Linked DNA regions of Zea mays: region 1 is linked to region 2. Evidence: chromatin contacts called from public Hi-C data. All regions are on one chromosome and are shown on one strand. The core of a region is the stretch at or near the end of the contact, and the rest is flanking DNA. Distances in the headings are between cores, read along the strand shown.

Region 1 (4,246 bases), core at 719-3,218, 230 kb after region 2:
TATTACTGGCTGGTGGCTCTGCCCAGAGTTGTATCTTCGACGCCCATTCCAACATCATGGATCATCTAGACTTGATGCTCTACTGGAAGCAAGAGCTAAGCAGGGTGTACAGGTACCATCGTTGCTCCTTATTTTTACGAGTTTCATCAGAAATTGACAAAAAATTGGTTTATGCATGCTAATGGCTAACAAGGCCATACAAGAAAGAGAACAAGAAAATAGTAGAACAGATGCTAAATGAACATTTGAGAAATACCTCTGCATTCTAGGATTTCACCACCTGCATGTCCCTATCCTTCCTTGCTTTTTATCTGCCACGGATGATGATACATCTGAGGTTTGAAACGATAGAATAGTTGTCAATCTGTTATGACGCACAGGACAACTGAATTTCGCAAAGTTTTAATATTTGTGGCAAAAAAGGAAAAGTATTGGGCCATTTCTTAACAGTGGATGCTTTAGTTTTGTTCAAGGTTATTAAAACGATAAAACGTTGAAACACTTATGAGTGAAGTTTTGACTTTTAAAAGTTTAAACGTAGTTTTAAACAACATAGGAAAAATACCAATATATCATTATTTCAGACAATAACATAAAGTTAAATACCAAAATAGAGAGGTTAGTGCCTTACCAAAAACTTCACCCATGAGCCGGATTGAACCCAAGAGTAACTAACAGACCGGACCCAAAAGTAGCTAATGGTCTAAAACACATGCAACGCTGTTTTACAGTTTAGAACGCCAAAACGTGGTTTCAACCTCTAATTACCGTTTTGACGTTTAAACGTCGTTTTAATAACATTGGTTTTGTTGTATCATGCGCTTATTAGATCTAATATGAAATTATTTGAAGAAACAATAGTATTTCCAAAGAGGCCTTATTAGTGGCAATATATTTTTAATGTTCATATTTACTAAGAAATTATTTAAAAAACATACTATGCTTTTTATTGTCCGAGTAGTGATGGAAAAAACTTGTTTATGTTTCTCAGTCAAACTTTTTGTGTCAGGAACTGTTGGGTAATTAATGAGATTAAATCTGGGATAAATGCACAAGTAACATGTTCATAAATATTTAAAGTGATATGTACAAACTCTTATTGAAGATACTCTTCTAGTTTTGTGTTTAAAGTTATAACACCTAATATCCTAGAAGCTGCATTATATGGATCATGTTATTCCCAAGGATTTTTTTTTTCATAGTAAGCTAGCCTAGGCCATAGTTTAATGCCTAGGGGACATAAAACAGTAATAGAGAGGGTGAGGCCGTTACCCGTGAAGGCATGCTGGAAGGAGCACCAGAAAATGTTATTTAGCCATGGGCTACTCACAGAGAGTAGGTAACTGAACCTGTAAGAATAAATAAAACAGTTTCATTTACCTCCCATTCCATGTAAGCTGGAACTGAGGACGCCAGATCGTTTATTTTAATCAAACATTTAGAATGGCTGGAACAGGTATTTTAACTGATAACATATGCAATATACCAGTAACTGTTTTATTCATGTGAAAATGCTGTGTACCTACCATTCTAATTGGAATTGAATGGTAGTATGGAGACCGTTGCTAACATACTAACATATGCATGTATCGTAAGTTATTTTTTGCAAGAAATAAATTAATTTCTTCATAAACTATACATGTGAATTGGTTCTGTCACTTTGGTTTCTTGAGGCAACAATTTTTTTTCCAAATGCCTTTATTATTAGAAGTAAAATGAGTAAATATAAAACCAAGCATGCCAAAACAAATCTCTGTTTGAGGCAGCTTTTGTGGCTGCTTCTTGCGAAAGGAAAAAATGATTGACGCTTCGAAACAGCATGCTTCTTTGTCGATTCTCAGATACAACGTGAAAGGCTCTTTCCCCTAAACATGGCCAACCTCCAGCTTTCCCCAACTGCAGTCTTGTCCTCCAGTTGAGCTCCCATTCACTTCCCTGGCGCATGCCACCCACCATCTGTAATATTCCTCGGCCGCATGCAAGACACCACTCTGTCCTCGTCCCCACACATGGCCAGCTGTTCCCATGTCATGCTCACCCTGCTCATGGCTTGCTGTTGCATATCTTTGCCTCTTCCTGGCTCTTCCTCCCTTTTCACGCTCTTCTCTGTTGCCTACCTGTCAGATAGCAGGGAGAGAGATTTCTTCTGCTGCCATGCTTTCCAGTCACCCATTGCTGCAATATTCACTAGTGAAGGTGGCTGAAGGTGAGGGTATGCCGGTAGTTGTGCCTTTGCTTCCCTTAATCCCTTTTGGCTCCACCAACTCCGATACGCTTTTATCTGCTTTGCCTCTTGGAAAATCTACCATAAAAGCTAGCTTCCAATTGAAGTGTATGCAGAAGCTGATGCAAACAGGTCTCCCAAGGTAATTATGTTGTTCTATATGCTTGGAACTCAGCAATACATAGCAAAATCAGCTTACTTGGCTTTCTACAATGGATCTATTGTTTTTGAACCTTGGAGACGCATTTGGAAATCTTGGGCGCTGCCAAAATGCAAAATCTTTTTGTGGCTAGCAGCTAGGAACCGATGTTGGACTAGGTGGTGCCCAAGTCCTCCAGATGCGAGAAGCAGGTTCAAACTCAATAGAGCCATGAAAGAACCGGATATAAGCTGACTTAGAGGAGTAGGTACCGGAGGCCGCGGGTGTCCATACATGGCGACCAGGAACATCCGGTTCCAGCTGCCAATCCTCTAGCAGGCTCCATAGCCAAAGAAAATCCATGATGGCCTGCACCGATAACCCTCCCGTAATATCCCTCATTCATTGTCTGTTTGCCAAGGCATCCTTCACTCTGCGTTTGTTCATATATTTTCTAGGCACATGGGAGATCAGAGCAGGCACAAGTTGATGGATGGACTGACCATGGAGCCACCGGTCGGTCCAGAATAAGATGTTCTTTCCATCTCCGACCAACGACGCAACAGAAGCCATAAACATGGCAGTAACATTCGGATGTACCTGCAATTCCAGCTTAGCCAATGGACAGTCACCTTGAGTCTTCTTAAGCCATAGCCAGCGCATGTGTAATGCCCAGCCAAGCGTCTCCAGATTATGAATTCCAAGCCCTCCCAGACCAATAGGCCTGCAATTGCTGGGTAGGGAAGTATCGAGCTTAGTGCTTAACAGGATCATCCCGGTAGTTAGGCCTCCCAGGATTGATAATCGTTTTAACTCCTGGTGGTGCCAGGCCTCTGCTGCTTTGCCCAAGGAAGAGAGGAAGGGGTTTAATTCCTTAGTGATTCTTATTGCCTGGGAGCTCTGGAAACATAGGAATGCCTTCGTTTTTAAGGGTACTAGGCCTACTGTCCAAAGTGTTGTGCTAGCTGTTATGGCTGAAGGTCGTCTTTGATGTTTAGCTGGGGCTGCTGCCCTTCAGGTTTTGGTCGTGAATGGGCCTGGTACTGTGTAAGTGTGAGTTGTAATACCCCCCTGGGTGTATAATCTTTTTTTTGCGGGTGGGGGGAGGGGGGGGTCTTTTTCTTCTTAATTAAATGACGCGCAGCTCTCCTGTGTGGTTCGAGAAAAAAAGAACACAGAAAATAGCATCAAATGGATTCAGACTTTCTTTATAATTACTTATTATCTTGGATGACTTTGAAATTTTGAATTCATTTTTGCAGATTTACATTCTCTTGTACAAGGAAGTTGCTCTTGCTTTGAAAATTAACAGCTTATACAGTAAACAGAGGCTACTTAACATTCATGAAAATGTTAAAGTTCTGCGTTACCCTGATCACTTCTCAAGTGGTGTATACTTGTGGTATGATTGATTTTTTGTTCCCTGTTTCCTTTTTGTTAAATAAAAAGTTTTTTTTATTTTATTTGATCTGAATTTTTTTTACTTTTATTGTTTTGCCTTTAAGGTCACACCATGAGAAGATTGTGATTGTTGATAATCAAGTATGTTATATTGGAGGTCTTGATCTGTGCTTTGGTCGCTACGATAGTCCTGAGCACAAAGTCGCTGATTCTCCTCCAGAGATGTGGCCAGGAAAGGACTACTACAATCCCAGGTATTTTGTTGTTATCTTCTACCCATTCAGATGTATGGGGCAAAGTCCCTAAATGTCACTTCATCTCTGTAAATAGGGAATCTGAACCCAATTCCTGGGAGGACACCATGAAAGATGAGCTGGACCGTGATAAATATCCCCGCATGCCTTGGCATGATGTTCAGTGTGCTCTCTATGGCCCACCTTGCCGTGATGTAGCGAGGCATTTTGTTCAGCGCTGGAATTATG
Region 2 (3,744 bases), core at 1,139-3,638:
AATTCCGAACAAGGCTCGCAACTTCTGACAAAGGCGATCAAGCCGCCATCACAACCTGACTATGTTGGCTTCACACCTCAACTAGACCAGGTTTGGGGCAATGTGCTATGTTTTGGTACTTTATGTGCTAATTTTTAGTGAACATTTTTTGTAGAGCCTATTCACCCCCACCCCTCTAGGCATCCACTTGAACACATCAAGCCTGTTTGGAGGAGCTACATCCAACATGTTATGGTTCTAGTATGTCCAGCAAATATGTCAATGTATCATTGAGAATTACCGAAGATTTAATTCTACTTTTGTGGCAGGAACACTTTCATATACCGTTCATCGTGGAAATCCGAGCATGGGTGCAAGGATCCTTTTGCCAAAAGGAGATAAGTGCAGGATCAAGCATATTAACGTTTAGGCTTAAAGCTAAAACACCATAAATAGAGGAGGTTGAGAAAATATTGGGTCATTTATGAGAGTATATGTTGGGGGGTTGAGAATACCTCCCATTCCAGGAATGATTCCAAGTTGAAGTTCAGGTAGTCCTAACTGAGCTGACGGTGTTGAAATGCGAGCATGGCAAACCTGCACAGAAAGATTTTCGACGTATAAGAAATAGGCAAGTGTTTGAGCAAAAAATACAGCAATCTAAAGCATGATATGACGAAAAACAACTTAGACATATACCATCGCAACCTCCAATCCACCACCTAGAGCAATGCCATCTATAGCAGCCACTGACGGTTTGTGAGCATCTGGCAGCACAAACACTCGATGTCTCAACAATGGACTATACTTGCTTACGAACATGCGTGCTTAATGCAAGAACATGATAAATTACCTTCCACTATGTCAGTCAAAAAATCAATAGACATGGATCCAGGCTTCTCATTTTCTAATGACATGTAAATTATTTAGTTATCCAGGAGTAAAAAGGGCCAGAAAATACTTGGACAGAACTGTCATTCTTACTTGGCTTATTTTCAAACGCGGCTATATCGAATCCACCACAAAACCTTCCTTTGGAACCTGTGCAACAAGAAAAGCACTAGAAACATGGCACTAGCGTAGGACACTTGACAAGAAACTTATTTGGGTGATATACCAGTGAGGACGATTGCCTTGATATCGTTCCTGCTTAGAGCCTCTGCATAGTTCCTCTGCAAACTAGCTATGACTGCAAAACAGAAACGAGAGGGCTTAATGGTCTGGTCTGTGGTGTTGATTTAGAGTAAACATCATACAAAGTTGTATGAATATGAACAATTATTATCAGCTTCACAAGTGTATGACAGTATGAGGCTTCACATGAGTGGGACGGAGTAAGAGATAAACCAAGACAAGCTTTTTTCCTTAAACGTGGAGAGACTGCTTCGAACCCATGATCTGTAACTCGGTGATACGGACATACGGTTCTCACCACTGCACCGGATCAGGTCAGACAAACAGCAGTCGTAGAATACAAAGCATGTAGGATTGACAATCAAAGGATGAGGAAAGAGTCAGTCCGCCAGAGCCGACATAAGTTGTCTTGTTGCGTAAAACAAATAAAATGTACTCCAAAATACAGCTATAACGACGGGAACAAAGAACAAAGTGCTGGTTATGCATGGGCGAGGCGGTACTACTGTTCATCCACTAGCAGACAGAACAGTTCATTCCCCCACGGCAACAGTTACCACGCCAAGCGAAGATCGATTGATCCAAGAGCATTCCCCAACAATAATCCTTCAACTAATAAGGAACCTATACGAGGGGGAAATCACCGAGTGTCCAAACGAAGGAACCTATACGAGGGAAAAAAAACACGCAGCGTCCGCGGTGAATGGGAACAGATTTGGGGAGAATAGACGAGTAATACCGTCGAGCGAGAGGGCGTTGACGGGCGGGTTGATGATGGTGATGACGGCCACGCCGTCGGCGCGCACCTCCATGGTGGTGATGCCCCTCGCCATCTACGGCAACGGCTACCAGTAGCGGAGCCCGTCAATTTCCACGTTTAGTGCCACTCCAAAAGCACAATCAATACAGAGCTGACTGCTTGCTAGCCTGCCTGCGGCGTGCGTGCATGCGGTTTGCAGGGCTCAGTCTGCTGCCTGCCCACGCGGCCACCGGGTCACGCCGAGGCCGAGATGCTGGCCTGATGCTGCCTGCCGGCTGCGGCTGCTGGCACCGCCGCACCGGGTCGCCGAGCCCCTGGCTAATGTAGTATGCAGCGGGAGGAAGGGCCGGCGGGGCGCGGCGCCCGGCGGCTAGGGAGGACTCGCGAATCGCAACGGCAACGGTAGTGCGGCGGGAGGAGTGGAGGGATTCCGGGGCGCCGTGTTGGCCTGGGTTTTATGGCCGATGGGAATGGGACCTCAGGGGTTTTGTATGCTTGTGAGATGTGACAGCCAAGAGCCCAGGATTTGAGAACAGCACAGCGGAGTATATTCAAAAAAAAATACTACTAGTAGTTTTGCCAACTGATTTATGGAGTGTCACTCTTTACAGCTAAACTATTAATGGAGTACCAAGTCTATTGCCGTGTGCCCAGTGACCCAATGTGAGTGTGACAGTGTAACCATGAGTTGGCGTTTGATCAGGCCATCAGGGTCACACCGTGTTTCACGGGGAGCATATCTAATTATATCGTGTGGGAGAGACCCAGAGAGTGGTGGCCGGTTTTTTTCTGTCTCAATTTATAATTCATTTAATTTTTTATTAAGTTTGACAGTTTATTCAATTTTTTTATAAAAATAAAGTCCTACTTATATTATATTATATGTTAAACGATATAAGATAAAAATAATATTTTTTTAATAAGATGAGCTAGTTAAATTGAGTGTAAAAAGGTCAAACAAATTATAAATTAGGATTTTACTCATTGTAAAATAATAATGATTGAGAACAAAAAAATATATCCAGACATTTTTTATAGTGCGATTCACAACCCCATGGTTCCAATATCTCTTGTGTAGTGTGGGTCAGATTCACGAGTCAGGCTTTAGATTGTTGATTTATGTCTAACTAGATGAGTGCTCGTGCGTTGCAACGAGAAAATATAATATCATGGTAATTTATGTATCTGGTCGCACGACTGACTGACCCACCTGCCCCGAGCGCTCCTCGATCCTCATCTGTGCTCGCCAAGCGACGAAACCCAAGACGGCAACGCCACAGCCCACAGCACACCGGCGGCCACACCAAAGCCAAGCAAGCAGCTTAGAAACCCACGCGCCCGACGCCTTGGACTTGCTGGGCGTGCGGCGGTTTGTTAGTGGCGGGATTTTTCCTTGCATTTCCCTGCCGCCGTCTTGGTCCCTCTGCCCCTCGGCGTTAGCCCCCGATTTAAAGTTCAGTTCGTGGGGGTGATCTATCCTGCCGATTGCCCAGACGCACCACGCTATCCGCCCAAAATTCACCTACAACCCCGAGCGACGACGATGGGGGAGGGGTCGAAGGCGATGCTGGCCAAGCCCATCTAGCTCGCGGACCGGGTGGCGCAGCAGGCGGGCTGGCAGTGCCTCAGGGCGGACTGCACGGAGCTACAATCCCGCACCATGAAGCTCGCCGAGCTCCTGTGGCAGGCGGCATGGGTCGAGCTGTACGAGCGCCCCGCCGCGCGCGTCATGGCCGACACGGATCGTGCGCTCTACAAGGCCGCGGGCTTGGCCGCGCGCTACTTCCAGAGCCACTCCCGCCGAAGCCACACTTCCTGAGGCACTGCCAGCCCGCCTGCTGCATACTACCCAACAACAAAGAATGCATAGC

The links. A called contact is a pair of places that touch in the nucleus more often than the background predicts.
Region 1: a contact with region 2 is called in a Hi-C map of an unstated tissue, with 3 times the contacts expected there. The contact joins the enhancer-like site here to the promoter of LOC103630229 in region 2. A contact is called at or near these places in 7 of 25 Hi-C or Micro-C datasets (bundle sheath, ear, endosperm and 3 more).

What each region holds. Positions count from the first base shown.
Region 1 is chr6:149,785,998-149,790,243 of Zm-B73-REFERENCE-NAM-5.0, forward strand. It overlaps LOC103630236 (phospholipase D zeta 1), which reads left to right. Exons shown (of 20, transcript XM_008651305.4): 8 at 1-112; 9 at 3,626-3,765; 10 at 3,869-4,018; 11 at 4,095-4,246. Among protein-coding and RNA genes, the nearest start is that of LOC103630236, 19 kb to the left of the region's middle. Within about 2 kb of position 1,969, at least 3 of the 20 cell types and tissues checked have an H3K27ac peak or open chromatin away from gene starts, as enhancers often do.
Region 2 is chr6:149,554,664-149,558,407 of Zm-B73-REFERENCE-NAM-5.0, forward strand. LOC103630229 (peroxisomal fatty acid beta-oxidation multifunctional protein MFP2) reads right to left here and starts at 2,389. Exons shown (of 17, transcript XM_008651302.4): 1 at 1,853-2,389; 2 at 1,097-1,168; 3 at 964-1,020; 4 at 833-886; 5 at 679-746; 6 at 495-576. The coding sequence starts at 1,946.